2 separate regions of the Sus scrofa genome follow, and region 1 is linked to region 2. Evidence: chromatin contacts called from public HiChIP or PLAC-seq data. All regions are on one chromosome and are shown on one strand. The core of a region is the stretch at or near the end of the contact, and the rest is flanking DNA. Distances in the headings are between cores, read along the strand shown.

Evidence for each region. HiChIP or PLAC-seq counts read pairs in DNA pulled down with a chosen protein or histone mark.
Region 1: an H3K27ac HiChIP or PLAC-seq map of skeletal muscle shows a contact between it and region 2, with 10 times the contacts expected there. The contact joins two enhancer-like sites. A contact is called at or near these places in 1 of 5 promoter capture datasets (liver), 17 of 47 Hi-C or Micro-C datasets (embryonic fibroblasts, epiblast stem cells, fetal heart ventricle and 12 more) and 2 of 2 datasets of contacts at active chromatin or transcription factors (alveolar macrophages and skeletal muscle).

The regions. Positions count from the first base shown.
Region 1 is chr8:48,336,336-48,339,806 of Sscrofa11.1, reverse strand. No RefSeq gene overlaps it. Among named protein-coding and RNA genes, the nearest start is that of RAPGEF2, 150 kb to the right of the region's middle. Within about 2 kb of position 1,931, at least 7 of the 83 cell types and tissues checked have an H3K27ac peak or open chromatin away from gene starts, as enhancers often do. A contact at or near this core is called in retroperitoneal adipose tissue and skeletal muscle, where this site is marked.
Region 2 is chr8:48,121,181-48,124,550 of Sscrofa11.1, reverse strand. All of the region lies in intron 3 of LOC110262100 (rap guanine nucleotide exchange factor 6-like), which reads right to left. Among named protein-coding and RNA genes, the nearest start is that of RAPGEF2, 61 kb to the left of the region's middle. Within about 2 kb of position 1,855, at least 35 of the 83 cell types and tissues checked have an H3K27ac peak or open chromatin away from gene starts, as enhancers often do. A contact at or near this core is called in retroperitoneal adipose tissue and skeletal muscle, where this site is marked.

The DNA.
Region 1 (3,471 bases), core at 682-3,181, 220 kb before region 2:
TGCACACAAACTTGGTCATGAACACAATCACAGATGTGTCTGCAAAAACTTATATAGACACACAAGTGAATTTACAAGCATGTAGGATACATTCACACATACACATGTAGAGTCACACAGATCCATTTGCACACAAATGTAGAGATGGACAGCCATGCTCACAGCCAGAGACTTTCAGGCAGACAGTCTACAGAACTTGCACTGGGTTGGGATCGTCTTTGACATGTTATAAGTGAGGGACAAAGGCTGAGAGGGTCCAAAGTCTTAACCCACTCCCATATCATGACAGACAGTAAAGCTAAGATTAGATTAAGCTCTAAGGAATTCCTCCAGGGAAAAGAGTATTATTTCAAATAGAGAGACATCACTGCTCATATTTACTTCTGCAGTTACTCCAGTCTTGGAGCCAATTCAGATGTTGTTCCTTGAAAGCTGTTGTTCTGAAAGTTCTACCTTGAAAGTCACTGGTTATTTAACCAATAAACTTTCACCAACTGAAAATAGCTCCTTGTTCATTTTATTCTGATCATGGATATGGAGAGCAAACATCCAGACCATTATATCATTGCAGCTGCCTCTCAACACCCAGGATAACAGAGCGTTGTCATAGAAACACTGTCGCAGCCTTACTCACCAGGAGAAGCCAAGAAGGAGGAGGACAATGTCTCTGATTCAGTTCTGCTTTTTGGACCTCACATATCTAGCTCACATCCGGAATGCTATCTGCATCACTGTTTAGAGAATATATGTTTCTATTGTCTCACTAGAAGGAGCACAGCATGGCATTTGAACAAGCTGTTCCACAGTCTCCACCACAGCAACTTGCTCAGCAACTATGCTCAAGGTTACACTGCCAGTGAGTGGTGGGACCAGGATTCAAAACCAGAGAGGACTCTGAGCCCCTTTCTTTCTCAGTAATCTTACATGACCTCAAACAAATGATGGTCTCAAAATAAGATGATTGAATTCATGGTGAGGGTTTTGCTAGGTGGGAAGGATTGTGTTCTCCAGAAAGCAGAGCCTTTGGCAGAAAAGTCCTTGTGCACTCCGACTGCTGTACCAGAGAGCAGAAGTGAGGGGTAGAGGGGGAAGCAGGAAGTCGGGGAGCCAGTGTGAGGGTGTTGTTGAGCTGGCTACTGCCAACTGCAGTTTGTTGCTGCATCTGTGGGCCAAAATGCCTCTAAGGTTGATAGCTCATCCTGTGGAAGTGGAAGGAGGAGGTTCTGATCCCCCACTCGGTGGTCAAAGGTTCAACCCCAGGGTGTGAATTCCATGTCCATTTCCCAGTTGCACACACATCTCTGGGAGACTGGAGGGATTGACAGGGATGGTTAGAGTTGGGTTATAATGAGCCTTGCATGGTGGTTCATAGATTCAGGGCTTGATTCTGTAAGCACTGAAGGACTCCAGGGATATTTTGAAAAGAAAAGTGGCACAGTCAGTGGGAAGGACCTTCCCTAGTTCTATGAATTCCTTATAAAATTTTCATTATTGGCTGAAGGGAATATTTGTGAAAATATTCCCAAGCCAGTCCTTGATAATAGTAGTGGCTATACAGATCCACATCTCATGGTCACTGTGCTTTCTCATCCATGACTTCCCAGCCTCTCTGAATCTCATGGGATATAGGCATTTCCATTTCCAGAAGAGGCAGCATCAAGCAGGACTCATGGAAGATAGAGACTGGAGTGATGGAAGATAAACTTGGCCAATGCACGAGACTGGCCTGGGAATGTTTGTTCAAATTAAGATAATTCTCATTTCTTGGGGGGTGTTGTCATTGCTTTTAGGAAAAAACAGAAGGGTAACATTTTGGTCTCCCTTGGGCACCCGAGGATTATTCATTTGGAGGCTCTGCTTTCCCTCCTATCATTTTACCCACACAGGTCCCTGGGCTAGGTGTCAGCCTGGCATAGCCGAGCCAGATGGCTGAGGCATTTGCTGCCAGCATCACCCTAGGAGACAGGCAGACTTGTTCCTGCCTGCTGGTCTCTTGACTACCTTCAGTATAGGACAAAATTAGGGTAGATAATACAGACATTTCATCTGTAGGGCACATTATGATACAAACCACTTGTCCAAATAGTTCCACATGAATCTCCACAGCTTTCTAAACCATTCTGGTTTCCTATCTTGTATTTCTCTTTGCTGTCAACCAGAACAAATTACTTAGATTTGGCTCTGTGGCTTAAAAAACAAAAAACAAGCAAACAAAGGAAAAAAACTAGAAAAGGCAACAGGCCTAGTAGCAAAGACTAGTCCTTCCCTAAGATTGTTGAGAAGACTTAATGAGATTATACATAAAAAGTGCTCAGCATAGTAACTGGCACATAGAATGTGCTCGATAAGTATTAGCTACTCTTCTTTATATCATCATGGTTATTGCTGGGTTTTGATAGTCTCATCATCTTTAACCAGAGTTATAGTAATAGCACTCTCTTCCTCATCATTGGTCTCATTGTGAACCTTTCAGAGCTGACCCTAAATGTTGTGAACTAATACAAAGTGTCTTTCTCAGTGTCTAGTATAGAGTTGCTGTCTTAGTCTGTTTAGGCTACTGTAACAAGTAGACTGGCTGGTTGTTGCTATAAATAATGCACTTTGTTACTCACAGTTCCTGCAGCTGTGCCATCACAGAGGCTGGCCTCAGAGTGCCAGCATGGAAAGAGCCCTCTTCCTGGCTACAGGCTGCTGACCTCTCACTGTGTCCTCACATGGCCAGAGGGGCAAGAGAACTTTCAGGCTTCTTTATTTTTTATTTTATTTTATTTGTCTTTTTGCCTTTTTAGGGCCATACCTGCAGCATGTAGAAGTTCCCAGGCTAGGGGTCAAATCAGAGCCACAGCTGCTGGCCTATACCACAGCCACAGCAACTCAGGATCTGAGACATGTCTGCGACCTACACCGCATTTCATGGCAAGTCAGATTCTTAACCCACTGAACAAGGCCAAGGATTGAACCTGAGTCCTCATGGATGTTAGTCAGAATCGTTTCTGCTGAGCCACGACGGGAACTCCTAAAAATAAGGTATTTTTAGATTGAGGTCTTGGTAGCCCCCTCAGTTCAGCCTGTTGAGACTCTGGGGAAAGAATCCAGCCTTGTGCCTGGACTCCTGATCCATGGAAACGGAGGTCATAGAGGCTTGTGTTGTTAGAACCACTAAACATGTGGTAACGTGTTATACAACAGCAGAAGCCCTTAAAATGTTCAACCTCGCTCCTAAACAGTGTCTTTTGGGGGTGGGGGGAGAAGATATTTGCTTACCTATACATAAAATATCTGTGGAAAGTTTCTAACAAACTGATAACAGGAGTACCTTTTGTGGCATAGCAGAAACAAATCTGACTAATATCCACAAGGATACAGGTTCAATCCTTGGCCCCACTCAGTGGGTTAAGGATCCTGCGTCGTCATAAGCTATGGGGTAGGTCACAGACACTGCTCGGATCCCACGTTGCTGTGGCTGTGGTG
Region 2 (3,370 bases), core at 606-3,105:
AAGAAGGGAGGAATAAATTAGAAGTTTGGGATGAAAAGATACACACTACTATAGATAAAACAGATAACCAACAAGGATATAGCCCAGGAAACTCTATAATCTTATAACCTATAAGGAAAAGAATCTGAAAAAGAATAGATATACATGTATAACTGAATCATTTGCTGTACACCTGGAACTAATGCACATTGTAAATCAACTATACTTCAATAAAAATTAAAATATTCATGCTTTACAAAAATAAACTAATTAGAACTAAGAATACAAAAACACTGAGTCTCATTTTAAAGATGTTTTGGAAAGAGCCACAAGCCAGGAAATCCTCCCCTCCACCTCTCCTCATTCCTGTACCCCAAGGTTGGTTTCTGGTCTGAAAATTCCCTATTGTGAGATGCCACCAAAAAATCTGTTTTACTTAATCAGCCAGAAAATTCTCCTGACTTCATGAGAAACGGCCAGGCTCCCCGCTCAGTCTCTCATTCGCAGAGAGGCATCAGGCAGGCAGTGTTTCAACAGGAGGCACACCTTGCCTCCCCTCCAGCTCTGCAAACACTCCCCTCAGTGCAGCTGCCACCTGGTGGCTCCGTGCAGGCCTAGCGATGGCTGTGTGTTTTCTAAGAAAAGGTGAAGGAGGAGAACCTAGCAGCAACAGCACTGAACTTTTCCACACTTAGAGGGAAGCAGAATGAATCTGAGATCTCACTTGCAGACATACGGGCAATGTGGCAGGCTAACAGAAGCTGACTAGTATAATAACAGTTATTATTAATCCTATTACCTAGGACTCACCCTGGGAGTTGATTCCGTCTAGTGGTTCTCAAGCTCTGATGAGCATGTGACTCACCTAGAATGCCAGTCAAAACTGTGTGGTCCCAGGCTCCCCGGGACCGGTCCTCTGGCAGCAGATCCATCACTTCACCTTCTAAACAACAACCTGGGTCGCTCTTATGTACAGGGCTTGTCAAGTTAAAATCAAACCCCAACAGGAACAAATGGCAGAAAAAACTACAATCCTGTCCTTACTGATGTGACTAGTTGCATCTGCTTTATTCACTCATGTCATTTTAATTTTTCTCAAAATAGTTGTCTTATGTTTTAAAATTATGAGCTAAGGCATCCCACCGAGGGTTGCTGACATGGCAATCTTGGATAAACTCTAACTTGCCATTTCCAAATACCATAGTCTTACATCACCAGGAACAGGGAGAAAAGGGAAGCCCAAAGATTAAAGAGGTGCATCCAGCAAGGCAGGTCTCACGGACTCGGAGAAAGGACCTACAAACATTAGATGGAGCTCTATGAAGGGGTACTGATTTGACTCCAACCTCCCCACCCCCCACCCCAATGCTTCAAGCAACATGTGAAAGCCACAAAAGCCCAGGTGTGCAACAAGACACTCTGAGGGCCTCTGAATGTGATGTCACCAACAGGGAGGAGGAAATGAATCAAGCCAAAAAAAAAAAAAAAAAAACAAGCAAACAAAACATAAACAGGCCACTGTAATGCAAGCACTTTGCCGCTCAGTGTGATCAGACAGAAGGACCCAGAAGCAATGAGGACTGAGAGGTCCCTGCAGCCCATTCCCCCCAGGCTGACCCAGAAGGGCAGGTCCAGCTGGCAGGACAGGAAGAGCCCGTGACCTGGCCCCTCTCTCCGCCCTGCCCCTCGGCACTACCCACAGCTGCTCCCAGCGCGCCTTCCACATCACACACACCTACACCCCATCTTTAATGTGATCTTCTCACTCACTGTTTCCCAAACCTCAAAATACTCACCCCATCTAATTTCTGCTAGTTTCTCTATAGCTCTCATTCCTAAGCCACTTGGGTATCTTCCTCCACCTACAGGCGGGCCTGGGTGCTGCATGCAGGAACGCCTGGGTCTCAGTCAGCACCAGCTTAGGGAATCGAGATCACCAGGCACTTCCCAGGGCAGCTCTCGGTTCCTTAGCAGGAGAGTCCAGCCCTTGGCGGCACAGCAGCTGAAGGCAGCTCCACACTGCCGCGCAAAAGCACAGGTTTAGGAGCGGACACTTTCACACCAGCCATGCAGTCCTGCTGAGGTTCTGGTTCCTCACAAGTGACCCAACCCTTTCCATTCTGCTCCCAGCCCCACACATCCTGGGCTCCAGGCGGTACCTGCTGAGCCACCACACACCTGGTCCCACCTACGCCTCAGGCCCCAGAAAAACCTGCTGGACAAACTTGCTGTGCCAGCTCGTAAAGGGGACCTTCCACCCAGAAAACTTGCTATTCATCCTTTAAATTCCAGTTTAACCACCACTTCCCCTGAGAAATGTTTCAGTATCTTCCAAGTAAGTGAGTCATCCTCCTGGGTTCCCAGGGTGCTTCATACTTATTCATATGAAGCAGCTGCCAGTGTCAGCAGTGTTTATTTTAGGGGCTTCCCCATTAGCCTTTTTTTGGCTTTTTAGGGCTGCACCCAGGGCAAATGGAAGTTCCTGGACCAGGGGTCAAATCAGAGCTGCAGCTGCCAGCCTGTGTCACCGCCATAGCAACAGAGGATCCAAGCCACATCTATGACCTACACCACAGTTCACAGCAATGCCAGATCCTTAATCAACTCAGCAAGGCAAGGGATCCTCAAGGATACTAGTTGGGTTCGTTACTGCTGAGCCACAACAGGAACTCCTTCCCCATTAGCTTTTAAGCTCCTCTAACTCATCAGTACGCCCAATCTGCACACTATATAACACTCCATGGGCGCTCAGATACTTCCTTAATAGCGAATTAGTAGTGTCTATTCAGACGCAAACTTAGGTATGGTATTAAAGTGTCTGAAAGTCAAAGATGAGAGTTTCAATTTACCAGGAGCTGGAAAAAAAGAATCCAGGCTTAAAGAACCACTTTAGCAATATCGCAACTGTCCACCAGGTGGCAGTGTCTCCATATGGAAGGGCTGTCAGTGCTGTTCCAGGTTCCCTGTTCACAGAGCAGGAGGCCTCTAAACGGGTCAATTCCAAGTTGATGGAAGAGGAGGGAAATAAGTGAATAAACCACAAGAAAAGGGACTGAATCAGCACAAAGGATCATCAGAGGGCAAAAAAGTAACTTGGGAAAAAGCTACTTTATTCAGCTTTAATACTATGTGAAAACAAGTGGAACCCAACCAGCAAATATAGCTGCAAAAGGGGCAGAGAAGGCAGGAGGGACTGTGGCGGGGGGGGGGGGGGGGGGGGGGGGGGGGAAGTGCCCTAACAGAGCGGGACAGGTTGTGGGCTAGGGGTGACCACCGCATGAACACTAAGCTTGACATTCATATCCCGCCAGCCACAAATAGCAGCTAATCCACCCATGTCCGTGTGTGTATTTGGGGAGGGCGGTGTCAAGCAATGGACACTGAAGGAACA